Regions from separate parts of the Mus musculus genome. Here region 2 is linked to region 1. A link is a contact called in public HiChIP or PLAC-seq data. All regions are on one chromosome and are shown on one strand. The core of a region is the stretch at or near the end of the contact, and the rest is flanking DNA. Distances in the headings are between cores, read along the strand shown.

Region 1 (5,882 bases), core at 2,311-4,810:
TACAGAATCTGCTCTGATCGGAAGCGGGCAGCAGGCAGGCAGCAGGCCAGCAGGCTTCTGGAGTCCAGTCTGTACACAGAAGTAAATGGATGCCTTGATAACTGTCAGTTTACCCTCCTCTGTGCCTCAGAGTCTTATAAAATGGGTACAATATCAGAATTACCTTCACAGGCTGGTATGAGGATTACCATAGGCCTACCCCATACAGCTTGGACTCGGGGCTCTTCACACAACAGGGACTGCACAGTCCTCTCTGTTACTAGGATCTGACATGCATTAGGTGTTTGAGGAATACAAATGAAATAAATAACTCTAGAAGGGTGTGCTTTTTACAGATAGCTGCACATTAGGAGACGAGAAATAAGACATTCTCTCAGAGGAACAAACGGCTGGACACTGTCTTGGGCACATGTGTTAGGTTTTCTGACAGAATTCCAGGCATCAACAGCTGAAGGCTTTATTATGTTCATTTTCAGGTTTCAGCTCATGGAGGCGGGGAGGACATGGGCAGAGCACAGCAGCTCACCTCCAGGTGGCGGGGAAGCAAAGAGGAAAGAGGAAGGGAAGAGGAGGGGGACCGGAGAGAACATGCCTGCATTTATAGAGGCATTTCCCTTGTTTCCCTTGTTTTTAACGTGTGTGTGTGTGTGTGTGTGTGTGTGTGTGTGTGTGTGTGTGTGTGTGTGTGTGTGTGTGCACGCATGCATGCTCGCTCATGCCTGTGCATGTCCCTCAGCTCATGAAGAGTATGGAGGTCATATGACAGCTGCAGGAGTACATTCCTTCCTTCTACCACACAGGTCACGGGGCTGCAACTCAGGTCATGAGGCTCAGTGGCAAATGGCTTTACCTGCAAAGCCAGCTCACTGAACCACACTTTCCTCTTTCCTCCAAGCCTTTGGCATGGTACTATCCACATTCAGGGTGGGTCTTCCCCTTAACTTAGTCATCTGCGGAAACAGCGCACAGACGCACACAGAGGTCGACTTCTCTCGGCTCCCAGGGTATTGTAAGTCCAGTTAAGTTGGCAAGATTAAGCATCATAGCACAGGAACCAAGAGGAAGTGCAATGATGTCATCACATCCTCTCTTTGAGTTAGTCTGGCCTAGGGGAGGCTTTAGCCTGTGCCTCAGGGGCTGTTCTTCATATGGCAGGTGGAAGGGACTATTTTCTGAGTGGCATCTAATCAGCGGTTCATTAAGTATCATCAGAAACCCTCCATCAGGCCTCACAGTGACAGGAGGTGGGTAAACTGAGGCACAGAACAGGGTCCCGGCTGGACCAGTGCTGTATATGCTTGGGTACTCAATAGCTTGTGTGACCTGCTAACCTCTCAGCCTCGTGGAGGAGTCAGGAGGCATGACCCCCATTCTGACTGATTGCAGCCCCTGGGCACGTCATTTATTATCTTCTGTTTTCCATCTCTCCCTTTCCTTTTTTGGGAAGGGTGGCTATAAGCCTTATCACACTGTTAAGTGTTGATGGGATGGGTCCCTCATGTTCTGCTAAGTTCTCAACCTCCCAATGCTGTGACCCTTTGATACAATACCTCAAGTCGTGGTGACTCCCCAACCCTAAAATTATTTTGATGTTACTTCACAACTGTCATTTTGCTACTGTTAGGAATTCTAATATAAATATCTGATATTTAGGATATCTGACTGTGACCCCTATGGGGGGGGGTCACAACCCATAGGTTGAGAACCACTGTGCTAAGTGCTAAAGCAAGATAGTAGGTAGTCCATAGGCTGTCATATTTAACAGGGGGTTTTATTTGTTTGCTTGCTTTTGTTTTTTGAGATAGTGCTTCACTATGTAGCCCAAGCTGCCCGGAAGTCATAATCTTCCTGTCTTTGCCTCCCTAGGGCTGGGACTACAGGTATGCCAAGGGGGCCTATTTTACCGAATGGAGATGTAGTGTTTCCTATGGGCACTCTGTACTCTCCCTATGATTTTGTCTGTGAAGTGAGTGGTGGCTTGTGGAACTGGCCCTAGTGGTCCAGGCCTTTCCAGATCTGCAGGGAACTTCTTCCATGGGGCTTCGGAAGACCGCAGAAATGTGCCCGTGCTGCGTGCTCTGGTAAACCATTCAAAAACTGGCATGAAACCGAGGCTTAGAATAAAACTCAAAGCCACAACCAAAGCTGTTCCTGTCCTCTTACAGGACAGGCTGGGAGTGACCCATTTAAAGACAAGTAGATAAAGATGATATGTTGACAGTTTCCCAAACACATCCAAGCCTCAGTTTCCCCCTGTGGGCAATTGATCCTTTTGCTAAGCTCCTTGGTTTTTTGTTTTTTTAGTTTTTTGAGACAGAGTTTCTCTGTATAGCCCTGGCTGTCCTGGAACTCACTCTGTAGACCAGGCTGGCCTCGAACTCAGAAATCTGCCTGCCTCTGCCTCCCAAGTGCTGGGATCAAAGGCCTGCGCCACTACGCCCAGCTGCTAAGCTCCTTGGGGACAGAGGGTTCTGAGGGCTGCCTTATCACTCCACACCCTCAGTGGGAAAGATTTCTAGCCATCAGAACAAAGCACTGCAGATGTTGGGACTGGACTTGGCCCAGAGGACAGAGCAGAGTCGCAGGCTCCCACCCCTCCACCCCTTACTATCTTCTGTGCATGACAATCTTCATTTTCCGGGAGCCTTGGCTCTTGTTCCCCACTTCAAGGGGCCCTGCCCTCTTCAGTCCTCCTCCTTCATACACAGGGCCACTTGTAGAGCCGAGGCCACCTTTCTCGGGGGCAGGGGGAAGGTTGTGGGGGGTGGCTAATGAAAATCTGGTAGAATATAGTAAAAGCCCTTGCCCATAAGACAGAAGAACTGAGAGGCACCCATTCAAAGAGGAGGAGGAAGGAAGGAAAGGAAGGACAGGGAGCGGCAGCCCTGGCTGCGGGAGTTTGAGTTTAAGTCTCCTTTCTTTGTAGGGCAGCCTCCTCAGGTCTCCATTGAAGGGCCAGCCAAGGCTCCACCTGCCCTGAGCACCATGGGACCCCTGGGTGCTTCTCTGTGGAGCTTGCCGCTGGAAGCGCTCTCAGTTGGGTGTGCACATCAGAATCCCCACTGGGACTGGGGAGAGGAAGTGTTAGGAGCTCTAAGGCAAGCAGGCTGCCTACCCCACAACACCCAGACAGAGCTGGGGTGGGCTCCGGATTCTTACTCGGCTACAGGGTCCACCCTTTGAGAAATACAAGCCTGGACTTGTTCCCAGGAACAGGACCAGTGCCTGGCATTGCAAAAGGAGTCAGGCTTAGAGGTTGGAGGTGGGTTTGGCCCCAGTTTCTAAGGACAGCCCATACTCTCACCACCCTTGGTCCCTCCTAACCAGTACCCAGGGAGTTCCTAGAGGGCCTCTCAAGGACATCACTGGGTCTCAGGGCGCAGAAGCCAGCTACGCTTGGGGTCAAACACTGACTGACCTGGGATCTTCAGGCTTTGTGGGTTCGGGGTCCAGGAGAGTCACATGCCCCAGTCCGATCTCTTTTTGCAAGGTCCAACTAGATGGCTGAATGTCTGCCGCAATCCTGAGTTCTCCTTTTGAAAACAGGAAATGGGCTGAGTGATCTCCTTCAGGGGCCCCAGCTTATTGGTTGCTGAAAGATGTACATTGAACCTCCTAGACAAATATCTGCAGTACATCATACAGGCCACGTGGGTCAAGGCCACCAACAGGAGGACAGTTTAACTTCACAGCAGCTTTAAGCAGCTTGATACGTATTAGACACCCGAACGATAGCTGGCATTTGGAGAATTCATTTCAAAGTCCTTTGTTTTAGTCCTTTTCTGTGGCAATGACAGAAGACGATAAACTGAAGGAAAAAAAATCACACACACGAAAGTTTATTTAGTTTATAGCTCTGGATCCGGAACATGCAAGAGCACACTGGTAGTGTCTGTGAGGGCTGTCCTGCCGCATGTGACATGCCATGGTAGGAGGTGGACAGACAAGAGAAAGCTTACCTTATGCACCCCAGTTTCACAGTTACAGCATAAATCCCTTTATGAAGACTGTCCTTATGACAGTCAACTCTCAGAAGACCCTACCTCCCAAACCCATTATGTTAGGGATCTCAGTCTAACATGAGGATTTGGGGATACATTCTTTTAATAGTTATTATCCTAGCTATGAGCTAGGCATAATGGGGCCCTTCGTGTTCTGTTGACAAGCTGGAGAACTGAGGTTTGGTGCATGGAGCTGGTGGGATGCGGAGCCAGTGCCTGACACAGAAAGGTCATGGGATAGGCTAGGGTACGGCCCAGGTGGACATCTTGCACTCCCCTGGCTGTGAATGAGCCAGGCTGTACCTTCTCTACCCTTGGCATGGCTAATACTTCTTGAAGCCATTCTACAGTGTGGGCAGGGGTGTCACCTCATAGCTTACAACACTGGGTCCCACAAAGGATAATTATGGTAGACATTTTACAGGCTTATTTCCCACCCATCTCTTCTCCGTTGGAGTCCATTGCCTTCTTTGTCTTTTATCGAATTGCGTTAATGGCTGAAGATAGGCCGAGAGGGTTCCTTTGGGTACATGTGCTTCTTAATCTCTTTTTCCTCCCGAGGCTCACATTTGCACTGAAAGGATCTTGTGATGAATAGATGCTGTCTACCATGCTCAACTAAATCAATCTTGCTTTTCACTGTCACAGAGGTTTCGCCCTCATTTGCATCTGCTTCAACCCCACAGGCCCTCAGGAAGCTTATGATGAGTCAAGGTGTACAGAACACTTAATGGTGTCATGCTGAGCGTGTGAGGCTGGCAACTGAGGGCATACTAAAATCCTCATCGTTTGCCTTTCTGCTCAGGACTCTGTACAACATCCTGCCTCTCTGCACCACCATCACTATCATACCAAGAACACACATATCCATAAGAATTTGGTTTTGGCAAGAGCTTGAGAGAACTACTGTGCATGGCGTGCCTCTGGCTAGCCAGTCCCAGCTGCAAGGGCCGGATCTCATTTGCCTCTGCCTCGTGTTGCCTGGCAGAGGGCCTAGTGTGGTAAAGAGACAAGAGGTTGCAGAGAGGTGTGTGCCTCTGCCCCTCCTCTTCCTACCGTGCATCTTTCCAGCTCCTTGCCCTGTCTCTGCCCAGGCTTGAAATCTGTGAGATGCCACAGCAGGCTCTACATTCTTCTCCAAACCCTGTGAGCTCATCACAGCAGTTAGCAGCCACAGGGGAATAGTGTGACAGTCACTGCTTCCTCTTTTGGGGCAGGGGCCCAGTTTTTGGAAACCACCTGACATGGAGGTGTGCCCAGATTTTGTTGGAGGAACACAACTGGGCCAGTGTGACCAGGAGACTTTGTCATCTGCTGGGTGCTGGCTTTTCTCTGAAGCCCAGAAGCGGATGGGAGAGGGGTACAGGCAAGGGCTATGTCTTGTCCACTTGGGCTGCCATAACAAAATGCCCTATGCCATGTGGTTTAAACAACCAAGCTTGTGTCTTAAAGTTCTGGGGGCTGGGATATTCAAGATCATGGTGATGGCAGATCCAGTGTTTGGTGAGAGCCTGCTTCCTGGTTTGTTAATGGCTATCTCTTTGTTGTAATGGCCCACAATTAGCAGAGGGCTAGAGGGTTCTCAGGGGTCTCCTTTTTAAGGGACATAGTCCCATAAGGGCTTCACATCATGATCTAGTCACTTCCTAAGGTTCTGCCTGTCAGGGCCATCACATTGTATGTTAGGACTTTCATGCCAAGGTCTGAGAGGGCATATTCATTCTGTAACAAAGAAGATCATGGTGGGCCAGGACAGAGCAGTGGGCATCCCTGTTCACAACAGTGGCAATACCAAGGCCAAATGAGGAAAGGTGGGCACCATGGAGTCAAGAAGGGGAGAGTCTGCCATCTTGAGTCAGATGCCCTCTCTGGATTCCAAAG
Region 2 (5,882 bases), core at 1,250-3,749, 1.2 Mb after region 1:
TTACTCATTTCCTTCCACAAAAGCTCATTTGGGAAGAAGAGCAAGCCAGGTTCCTTGATTTGAGTGGGTTATGGGAGAAGGATTAGAAGAAATCAGTGTTGGAGAAGTTTAATGATGAAAGCAGTGTTATCTTTTTATCTCTTCTGCTCTGCTCTTTATTACATGATTTTGCTGCTGCTTCAGCCAGAGCTGGGGTCTATCTCCTCCCCTTCCATGTGGGCTCATCCTGTGTCTCCTTCTGATGACTAAAATATACTGGAGTAGCATTGTGTGACTCTTGAGGTGAGCTGTAACTGCATCTTTTATTCCTCTGATGTAATTGTCACCACAGAGGCTTACTGCCTCCTTCTGCTAACCTAGGTCTAGTCTGGAAGGTTCTAGCCTTTCTACAATCTTTTATCTAGGCCTAGCATATTTTAAGTCTATGAGACTTACTGCTGAATAAACATTCCCTTTCTAGTTCTTTCTGAACTCCTGGCTGGTTTGTCAATTCAGCTGTTTTGGCTCAAAACTCTTTTCCACACTAACTGATTCAAACTGGCTTCTTTCAGCTTCTGTCTGAAATGTGCTGTTTGGCCTCGTACTACCTTTGGCAATATGTTCTAATCTTCTGGCTCCTTTTTCTTCTCTGGTTCATTCTGTTTTCACCTGGGTCTAGCTTGTTCTCTCTCTGTTACCTCTCTCTATGTGATTGTCTCGGTAAAACTGCCCTTTCTCCTTCCATCTCTTGCTGCTGCTCTCTTAAGTAGCCTCTCTTTCTCCTCTCTTCTCATGGGAGTTGGGCAGACCCTATTCTGTCAAATCTTTCTCTGATTCATCACTTTGTCTGCTTCTAAATTAGACATCACTTTCAGACATGGGTGCTTCCTTCTACAAACTAATTTTACCTTCATTGTTTGGGATTAAATATGTGTGCTAAGGGCATGTCTGGATTCCAGCCAGAGCAGTAAGGTAGATAGATTAAAATCCCTCTACACTAGTCTTCAAATTCTAGCTGATTTTGCTTCAATCCTCTTGCAGTAAGGTGCCATAATCCAAAAAGGCCCAAGGTAGCCCATCTAAAGAGGAGAAAATATGCAAAGAAGGAAACCCAGAGTCCAGGGCTTATTCCCTGGGGTGAACAGTAGCCATTTTTGCCATGAGTGCTGTTGGGACATCAAGTCATGGAAGCCACATTACCCTGGTCAAAATGCAGAAAAGAAAACCAGCCCACCTCTGATCCCTGCCCAACTGATGATTCCTACACTCAATTATAAGTAAAGTAATAATTGTCTTAAGTCATTACATGGTGGAGCAATTTGTTAAGAAACAAGATAACTGACATACACTTCAGAGTCCAGAAAAGATGAACAGTAAGTACCTCAATGTGTTACTGTTTCTTCTAGGAGGAAACTTGAATCTGTAGTGATTTCAAGGTCTCCTTATCTCTGCATTTCAAACTGTTTTCAAGGAAAGTTTACTACATTTAAATGTAGAGTGTTTCGAAGAACTCTGAGGGGGGAGTCAGATGTTTGAATGTTTGATCTCCACTTAATAACATGTATCCCTCGAGAAACATGAGGAGTGGTGATGAGCTCAAAATGTATTCACTGGTTTTCTCATGCCGGAGCCATGCCCTTGGTTCTGATATACCAAAACAAACCTCATCTAAGAACACATTCACAATCTAGTTGGTGAGGAAATATAGGATATATTTGAATAAATCTCCTTCAAAATCAGAATTATTTCTTCTCTGTGAACCCTGCATGTGTGTCCTGTGTCAAGTCTTTGTGTGAGAAAACCTGTGGCTGCCTATGTGCACTCTCTCCCATTATTACTTTGGTGGGTTTGGGAAATTCTCAGAGAAAAGGCTATCAGCACAAAGCACTTATGATATATTCATTGAAATAGCCCTAAGAATTTATTTTCCCTGAGACTTCTATTGATCATGACAGCTCTTATGTGATCTGTTTGTTAGGTCTGGGGTTTCTTGGTGCTATTGATCAAGTAGATTCCTTTGTGAAGAGCTACATTGATTAGTTTCCTGACAAGCTCTTAAGGCCACTTGCAAAGCTGTCACGGGTGATATTTGCCATCACAAGAGCGGGGCTAGCTCATAATGTCTCTCTGAAAGGAGGCTGAATAGAAGACAGATGAGTGTGGACTACTTGCTCTGTGCTAGGTAAACACCCAGTGATCCATCTCATTGCTGCTTTTCCCTGGGAGAGAAGATTAATATCCTTGCAGTGAACACTCTTCCCTGCCCTTAGCATCTGCACTAGAAAATCCCACTCAGACATACAAGGCTCATTTGAAGCTGCCTTGTTTGAGTATGTCGTTGTGGAACCACTGTTCTCTACAACTGCCCCAAATCCCAGTAAACAGGTCTCAAAATCTGGATGGTATATAATAAATATGCAGCATCATGAAGAATTCAATGTGAACAAAAGAGGAGTCTGAACAATAGGCTCCAGTGCTCTCTGACAAAAGAATACCACCACACAAGGACAATGGACACATGGGAGTTCCCATTTCTTTACAATGAAAAGTACTTAATAGCTCATGCATCTGAAAGGGAACAAGAAGGCCTGTTCAAATGCTCCTTCTTCTAGGAGCCAACCAAGGGTCTCTTGCAAGGGCATGCAGAGGGAGGTGTGACAGACAGGGCTGGCACCAGAGGCTAACAGTGACTAAAGCAGCCTGTGGCTTAGAATCCATGCAGTAAAATTCAGAGGAGTTTTATAGCTGAATGAGATGGTAGTGAGATTGCTTGTTGGTATGTTTGCAGAATCTTACATAGAAGAAGTCTTTAGGCTATATGGGACAAAAACTGGCCAGGCTTGTCCCTTCAGTCCATTTGATGTGCTTTTTGATTCAAAGAATTCACATCAATCAAGTAACTAGTGGCTCATCTAAAAATATGGAGCGAGACATTCACTAGCAATATGAGCTTGGACAAGGCAGATCTTCCTGCTGGACCTCAGCTCTGAGCATTACAGGAGAGAATGTGTGTAGAGCCAGATGACACCCCAATGTTGACTTTGAGTCGCTTCTATTTGTATTCTTTAAAGTAGAAAGTGCTCGTGTCATTTAGGCAATGCCTCTGCCCATCAGAGAGGGAGAGACTGTGTGTGTTGGGGTGTAGAAACAAGATGGGAGAAACATCAAACTAAACAGACAAGTTTAAATGAAAGGTACTCTGAAAACCGATTATATAGTCGACTGCAGCCACACTAACTGGATTCCTGAGTGGGAGGCTGGAGCTGTAAAGGAGAGAACGGCGAGAGAAGTAAAGAGACCAAGACAAATTTTCTGATCATGGCCCAGAGTTTACTAAAAATCTGTGCTTATATAGGCAGAAAGCCCATCTCCCACAGATCCACTCTTGATGCCTGTTGCCAGCCTGTAAGCGGCTGTCTGACAGCACTGGTTTGGCAAGAAGGTGTCAATCACTAGGTTGCTTGCTGTCTGCAGAATCTCTCTGAATCTCTCAGCAGGTAACAGTGTCTCAGAAAAGAACAGCTACGTGACCAAACAATAGAACCATCTAGGTGGGAAGGCTCCACCCCAGGTGGTCTCATTCTCAGTGGCATCCAGGTCTGAGCCAGCCTACTCAGGGCTGGGGGAGGCTACAGTATTACTTGTTTGTTCCTTCCCCAGTGAACATTGAGGACAACAAAAACAACCCCAAAGAGGTCAAGTCCCTCATTTGTTTTCCTAGGGACTCAACACTCGCAATGACAGGAGCCCATGTGAGCATTTACTTTGTGACTAACAGACCAGAAGTCTGACATTCTTTATTAGGTGTGGGGGAGGAATGGGGCTGTAGACCTTGCACGAAGCAGAAAGACATTGTCCCCCACCTCCACCCAGGGATCTTTACATGGGAAGATCATGGATCATTTTCCTTTCAAGAGAAGGATAATTGCACTGAAAGGAGAGAGCATTTTAAAATTTGCAAACCATAGGACATGTGTGTTTTTGCCCACAGGATCCTTGGCTTATCCCTCCCATTGTCCCGAGGGAGATGAGCTCAGGAGACATTCCTGTCTTCATCCTGGAGCTGAGTAGCTGAAGCTAGCATCCTCCATTCTCCATCATGTAGACTGTACTGAGTGGCTCAACACAGACCCTGCCTTGGACCTCCAAGTCTAACCTCCATTGCTACTAATTTTTTAAAAGTCTAGCAATAACTCAATGTGCTGATTAGTTTCGTCAACTTAGCTCAAGCTAGGTGCATCTGGAAAGGGGAAACCTCAATTAAGAAAGCGCATTCATTAGATTTCCCCTGGGCAAGTTTGTGGGTGGTTTTGTTGATTGATGATTGATGTGTAACGGTTCAGCCCATTCTGCGTGGTGCCATGGGGGCAGGTGATCCCGGAGTATATAAGCAAGCAGAATGAGCAAGCCTTGGGGGCACCTCGCAGCTTTCCTTTGTTGTCTCTGTTTCAGTTCCTGCCTTCTGGTTCCTGCCCAGCTTAAGCTCCTGACCTGGCTTCCTTTGCTGAAGGACTAAGTTGCTTTTTCTTATGGTTCTTACTAAGGCAACAGGGAGCAAACAAAAACACACATGTTCGAAAAGTATCTGAAACAAGGTAGGTCAGTCATCTGCTGTAAACTTCTCTGATGAGCACAAGCTAACCCACTGGTGAACTAAAAGAAGAGTGACCAGACAAATGAGGACCAGTGAGACGTTAGCTCAAGAGAAATAAAGACAAAACCATTGTGACCACAAGCAATGGCTCTAGAAATTTCCTGTCACCAACTCCCACCAAAAACCTGCATCATCCTAGCTCTCCCTGTGAGAGACTCTGGCCCTAGGGAGGATACAATGCCAGATGTGTCTCTATACATCTGCACAGCTCTTGCATGGTTGTAGGCAAAGATTGTTTTGGTTGTATTTTGCTTGTGAGTGTGCTGTGTCTGTGTGTGAGTTCATGCATGTGTGCATGAAGGACAGAGGTCAACCTTGGGTGTTTTTCTCAACCACTCTCTAGCTTATTTTTTTGAGTCACAGTCTCTCATGGACCCTGGAATTCATCATTTCAGTCCAGTGATCCCTCAAGACCCTCCTGTCTCCAGCACCCCAGTCCAGCATTGTTAGTACAATCTACTGTGTTTGCATAGATTTTACATGGGTGTTGATGATCTGAACTCAGATCTCTGTTTTTTTTTTTTTTTTTTTTGCAATATTTCTCCAGCCTAAATGTTTCCAGGCTTTCTATTTGTAGTTTTAGAAATTCCTTCCTCACAAGCAATTTTTATTAATTTATATGTTTACATGTGTACTCCTGAACTCACCAAATTGGAATGAGTGCAAAGAACTTGTCAGTCATCTCTCATGTGCTGCACAAGCATGCTCTGTAGCTCCTGGTGTTTCTACTCACATTTTATTGCATTAAAAAGAAAACCACTGATATGAGGTCTTATTCAATCATTCCACATTCTATCTACATTAGATAGAGTCCTACAAGTAAGGACTTCCTGGACACAAAGCTATGTGAGTTCTAAGTTGAAGATATGATGTAATTTATGAAACTAAAGTCCATGAGAATTATATTTAAAATAATAGACAATGTTTTATATATTGTGTTTTATATATACAGTGTTGCGATGGGGACTCTATTGATAGTCTTTGCTGTCCTTGAGCTTGCTACATAGACCAGGCTTGCCTTGAACTCACAGGTACCTACCTGCCTTAGCCTGAGTATTGAGATTAACAGCATGTGCCACCATACCAGGTTTCAAGATTTAAAAGTGACATAAAAATAAGAAAATCTCTGTTACACGGAAGAGTCTGCAGCAGGTACTCTCCAACTCTTTTTGGGATAGCATTGGAAATGTAATTGAGGAAAATATGTAATAAAAAAATAAATTAAAAAAAAAGTAAATCTTGATTCATG

Evidence for each region. HiChIP or PLAC-seq counts read pairs in DNA pulled down with a chosen protein or histone mark.
Region 2: a contact with region 1 is called in an H3K27ac HiChIP or PLAC-seq map of embryonic stem cells, with 5 times the contacts expected there. The contact joins the enhancer-like site here to the promoter of Snx20 in region 1. A contact is called at or near these places in 5 of 39 promoter capture datasets (embryonic stem cells, hippocampal neurons and liver) and 1 of 115 datasets of contacts at active chromatin or transcription factors (embryonic stem cells).

What each region holds. Positions count from the first base shown.
Region 1 is chr8:88,632,568-88,638,449 of GRCm38.p6, forward strand. It overlaps Snx20 (sorting nexin 20), which reads right to left and starts at 3,561. Exons shown (of 4, transcript NM_027840.3): 1 at 3,419-3,561.
Region 2 is chr8:89,821,267-89,827,148 of GRCm38.p6, forward strand. No RefSeq gene overlaps it. Among named protein-coding and RNA genes, the nearest start is that of Gm24212, 160 kb to the left of the region's middle. Within about 2 kb of position 2,500, at least 14 of the 459 cell types and tissues checked have an H3K27ac peak or open chromatin away from gene starts, as enhancers often do. A contact at or near this core is called in embryonic stem cells, where this site is marked.